Linked DNA regions of Sus scrofa: region 1 is linked to region 2. A link is a contact called in public Hi-C data. All regions are on one chromosome and are shown on one strand. The core of a region is the stretch at or near the end of the contact, and the rest is flanking DNA. Distances in the headings are between cores, read along the strand shown.

Region 1 (2,700 bases), core at 104-2,603, 120 kb before region 2:
AAGCATGTATCAGCAAGAGGCAGCCCTGGGTGCTGTCAAAGGGCTATGTAAATGGCAGACCACAACCCCCCCCCACACACACCCAAGGCATTACTGCAATCCATACTCACTGTCGAATACACAAACACACACACACAATCCTGCATTTGTCCAGAGAAATGAATGGCCCAATTGCCCAGCAACTGGTACTGCCTGGTTCCTTGCTGGCTGATTTCCAGAAAGCCAGAGCAAAAGAAGGCTGGGGTCCCCTGTGTGGGGGCAGGGGATAACTGCCAGGATCCCCAGCAGGTATCCAATAACTGGGAATGAGTGGTTCCTGTGAATGAATGGGACCACTGGGCAGTCCTAACCAGCATTAGAGCAAAGTCAAAACATATCATCTGGAGGCCTGGACATTCACAGAAAAGGCCTGAGCCAGGGGCAGCCTACATCAGAAATGGCACCTCTCCTCCCCAGAAAATTCCCCTTCCACCGCACTCAGCCTTTCCCCAATTCATCCTGGTGAAAGCTTCCAGGGGGCCCTGGCAAGTGTCCCACCCACTCTGGCTCACCTCTCATTCATTCATTCATTCACTCATTCAGCAAAGCTCAACAGTCACCTACTGTATGTCAATCATTGCGCCAGGCCCTGGAGAGGCAGGGAGGCCAGACAGCCTGCCTGCCAGCCCTGCTGGGGTCAGGGAGGAACCTGCCCCTCTCCTCCACTCAGTCCAGCACGCTACACACCAGGCCAGCTCTTCAGAGATCCATGGCTTCTCCATTTTTTTTTTTTTTATTATTCCTAAGGCCTCAAGAGCAGCAGCTCAGAAAATCTCTGTCTTTTCACTTGCATTACAGGATTTTTTTTTTTTAAGCAGCAGCCTTACCTTCCAAGAAGCCTGTGGCTTAGGCCAATATTTACATGTATTTGCATTTCCTTTGTACACAGGCTGGGGAAAGAAAGTGTGGGGAAGGGAGTTTTGCCAGGGAATGAAAATGCGCCTGAAGCCAATCCCCAAAGTGCTATTTGCAATTGCCAATTTAAAATCAAGATGCAACTTGTTTAACTAAAACTCAGGTAATTTCTATCACTCCCACCCTGGCTCTTCTGCCCCTGAAAACTCACAGGTCATTAGCTGAACCCGTGCATCTCTCCCAGTCCTGTGTTTGGGAGCTGTACTTTGTCTTGGTCTTAGAAGTACTGGAAATTTTTTCTCTAATTCTGCAGGTTTGGGTCATTTTCAGAGAGCTCTGTGGGCACCCTCTGGTGGCAGACTGAAAATTTTCCCGTAAAGACTGCAGTGGAACCGGAATGGCTTTGTTTGGCCGTCATGCTCTAGAGGTGGAATGTTGGACACTGTAAGTTGATTGGCTGTACGTCGTACCACCCCTATCGTCACGTGAGCGGTGGCCCCGCCCTCTCAGGAGGCCTGGTACCTTATAGAAAGCGCAGAACTAAGACGCAGGGCCTGATTTGTGGGGACAGTTTTTCCAGGTCAGCCTGGGTGAGGCGGATGAGGGCAGCCCTTCCTTGGGCTCTGAGAGGATTCGCCGCCCAAGGAGAAGCCGCTGCATTCCCGGAGCAGCCCAGGCAGCCTGAAGGGCTGTCTCCCTGAAGTTCCTGCTCCTACGCTGGTCTAAGGGCAACCATTCCTTAGAACCAACCGGCCTGCGGCGAAGGGGCCAGGATGGGAGGGAGGAGGAGAGGCAGGAAGGGAAACGCTCCACCTGAGGATGAGCGCCCCCAACCAGGCCCTCAAACCAGGGCATCCGATATCTGATAAGCATCACTGTTCTGTTAACACAATAAATAGCCCACCTGATTTTTCCTTAGCTTTTTCTCCAGGGATTTTCTTAGTCTCAGGACACGCCCCAAAGTTGGTTCAGGTGGCCTTCATTTCACAAAAAGAGGCCCAAGGAGGTTAAGTACTAAAGTGCCTTCACTGAGCCTCTCGGTCCAGTGATGCTGTGAAATATTTACCTGCAGCCACTGTGGTCTCCCCCACATCCGACCCGCTCTCCATTATACAAGCCAGTCTCGACCCGCAAATCATGACCAGACCTCTGAAGGGCAAGATCCTAAGGGTAAATTGGAGGCACAGGGGAGCAGCCATGTCACAGGAGGGTTCCAGAAGCTGGAAAGAGAACCAGATTGCTCAGATTCCAGACTCTGCCGTCTGAGGCCCCAAGCCTTATCATCCTGGAAACAAATAGGCGTTGTCTACCAGGAGCAGCCTTCTTTATTGCTACCATTTTTTCATCTGCTTTCTTTCACAGCCAGGCCTCAGGGCAGAAGGGAAGCCCAGCTCCCCGGGAGCCATCAGTCACCCCACAATGGTGATGGCAGCCCTGTCTTGCCTGGCTAGGTCTGAGAGCACCACTCCAGGGATAAAGTCTCTGGTGGACAACCCAGAAGCAGACCAAAAAAAAAAAAGGCAGCATTGACCATTGACCATGCCTGTGGGAGCAGACAATTCAACTATGCACTTAGCTACCAACCCAGAGGCAGGGCAGTCCAGAGAATCTTAATCTGAACTGAGCATGCTGATTTCTCCTCTAGCCCATGCTTCCAGCAGATCGCAAATGCTCCAACAAGGTTACTAGGTGGCAAATGCACGGGATGCAGCAGGCAGCCTGCTCATCAGAGCTAAGGGAGAGCTGGCTCAGTGCAGCCACCACCCACTCTAAACTCTTCATACAGGTAAACTCAGTAGTCCTCAT
Region 2 (2,708 bases), core at 24-2,523:
TGCTAATACGGTCATGGGACACAATAACTGGGAGGACAAGTTAAAACATAGGTTGCTGGGCCCCATTCTGAATTTCTGACCCAGGAAGTCTGGGGTGGGTGGGGCTCGGGAATCTGCATGTCTAACACGTGCCCAGGGGGTACCAGCACTTTAAAAACCATTGAGGGAGTTCCCGTCGTGGCGCAGTGGTTAACGAATCCGACTAGGAACCATGAGGTTGCAGGTTCGGTCCCTGCCCTTGCTCAGTGGGTTAACGATCCGGCGTTGCCGTGAGCTGTGGTGTAGGTTGCAGACGCGGCTTGGATCCTGCGTTGCTGTGGCTCTGGTGTAGGCCGGTGGCTACAGCTCCGATTGGACCCCTAGCCTGGGAACCTCCATATGCCGCGGGAGTGGCCCAAGAAATAGCAAAAAGACAAAAAAATAAAAAATAAAAAAAATAAAAACCATTGAGCAGAAATTGACAGAACATTGTAAATCAACTATAATTAAAAAACAATAATTTTTTTAAAAAAATAAAACTAAGAACCATTGATTTAGAGCACTGTTAGAAACAGAAATAGATAGAACAAATTATGGTAAACAGACAGCAAATAAGATTCAGACAATAAGCTTAGGTCTACCTCCCAAACCATCAAAATCTTGTGAGCTAAGTTCTGCTTTATATCGTAAGTCTAACATCAGCCCAAATGTCTGTAAGAAAAGACATTTGGTGATGTTTCACTTAGTTTTTTTTTCTTGATTCATCCCATCACTCATAAATAAGTTTATGATAAATAACTTTCATCAGTGTTACTTATTATGACCCTCCAACTATTATTATACTAGAACAATCAACTATACATTAATTCAATTCACCAGTTGGGAGGGAGAATAAATCCAGAGGAACTTCATGTACTTCAGGCCAAATGCTCCCTCAGAAGAAAATAATCATAATAATTTAAAAATCTATTCCTCTCTCGCCCTTATTCTTGTTTTCTCAGGCTTTTCCCTTTCCCAGCCTCCTCCCTCCCAGGCACATGAGGTGGTTGTGATTCTTACTTCTATCAAGACTGCAAAACACTCCTAGGTACATTTTCCTTCTACACCATCCTTGTCATTTAGCCCGTTAGTCCTTGAAAAAGGTGGTCTGTGGTCCCAAGGCTTCTACAGCAACCTCTAAGAGGTGATTTCTGTACTCTTTGAAGTGTTTAACTTTTCTGAGCCCTAAATCTTCCCTATGAACGCGCACGGCCGTGCACTAACGTTGCGTTGCAGTGCCACCTAGAGGCTACTGGCGGTAGAGACCCAGAGCGAACCAATTTTGAGCACTCTCCAGCTGGCTAGTTAAAGGCGTATGCAGTCGTTATGGATTCAAATGAACCCTGCGTCTATAAGAAATTGTTTTGATATAGGAGTTCCCGTCGTGATGCAGTGGTTAACGAACCTGACTAGGAACCATGAGGTTGCGGGTTCGGTCCCTGGCTTTGCTCAGTGGGTTAACAATCCGGGGTTGCCGTGAGCTGTGGTGTAGGTCGCAGACACATCTCTGATCCCCCGTTGCTGTGGCTGTGGCGTAGGCCGGTGGCTACAGCTCCGATTCGACCCCTAGCCTGGGAACCTCCATATGTCGAGGGAGCGGCCCTAGAAAAGGCAAAAAGACAAAAAAAAAGAAAAGAAAAGAAAAAAGAAAGAAAGAAATTGTTTGATATGAGGTCAAAGAGACCTCTCATTTGGAACTATGGATTGTTAAACCATCATTTGAAATGGTGTCATCAGCCGAAATGTTTACTTCACATTAGCATTTTAACTCTGAAGATTTGTATATAAAACATCTTCCTGGTAAGAGATCTTTCGTGGAGAAGGTATGAAAAGGAGAAAACTGCAGTTTCTTGGCCTTTGGGTTCTGCTTTTCGTGGTTGTGTCTGTGGCTAAGCTTCGTTGAAATCTGCAGGATGAAAATCAGCTTGGCCCGGCCGGGGGGAGCCAGACTGAAATGGAGCCTTTGTGCGCCACGCATTCAGTACGCAGCAGCCGCATTAGAAGCCGAGGGTCCATTAGCTCTCATTTAATGCTTCTTCTCAAGCAGATAAGTGCAGGCATCAAACACCCCAGCCCTTTTATGACACATAAATCACAGGTCAGTGCCTTCCATGGAGACTCCTGTTTGCTAAGCGAGTAGTTAGACCAGGAGCAGGGAAGCAACACTTCAGCGCACTTAGAGACCCAGGAGGATGAGCAGATCGTACAGGGCAAGGCCAGAAATTTCTCCCTCCAATTTAATGATTAAAACCTTTCTCCTGCTTAAGAACTGACAAATTATCTGGCACCTTCCACAAGCAGTAGCTCACACCAAGAGCTACCCTTGGTCCCAGTTCTACCATCAACTTCTTTCTCAGGGGGCTGGTTTTCATAAGCCCTACTGAGTGGAGACCAGGCTATGAGACCCCGTGTCTGGGCCCACCACTAATTAGACAGAAGGGGACCTTTACTCCATACTCAATCTGCAGAATCTCTCTCTCTCTGGATAACTTATGCTGAGGGGCACAATGCGGGGAGGGGATGGTGGGGAGGGAGCCAAGGCTGAACCATGTTAATGAAAGTGAAAGTCCGTGTCCTTGGGCTGTTGTGGTCCTTGGAACCGCCCTGACTTCTGCCCTTCTTGGACCTGCCACTGTGGCTTTTCTGTGGATTGCATGAGTTCTGTCCCTAAAACCAACTTGAGTGAACTC

The links. Hi-C and Micro-C count contacts between places; a contact is called where the count stands out from the background.
Region 1: a Hi-C map of embryonic fibroblasts shows a contact between it and region 2, with 5 times the contacts expected there. The contact joins two enhancer-like sites. A contact is called at or near these places in 11 of 47 Hi-C or Micro-C datasets (alveolar macrophages, blood, embryonic fibroblasts and 7 more) and 1 of 2 datasets of contacts at active chromatin or transcription factors (skeletal muscle).

What each region holds. Positions count from the first base shown.
Region 1 is chr7:65,634,589-65,637,288 of Sscrofa11.1, reverse strand. No RefSeq gene overlaps it. Among named protein-coding and RNA genes, the nearest start is that of EGLN3, 170 kb to the left of the region's middle. Within about 2 kb of position 1,353, at least 36 of the 83 cell types and tissues checked have an H3K27ac peak or open chromatin away from gene starts, as enhancers often do.
Region 2 is chr7:65,509,581-65,512,288 of Sscrofa11.1, reverse strand. No RefSeq gene overlaps it. Among named protein-coding and RNA genes, the nearest start is that of SPTSSA, 210 kb to the right of the region's middle. Within about 2 kb of position 1,273, at least 6 of the 83 cell types and tissues checked have an H3K27ac peak or open chromatin away from gene starts, as enhancers often do.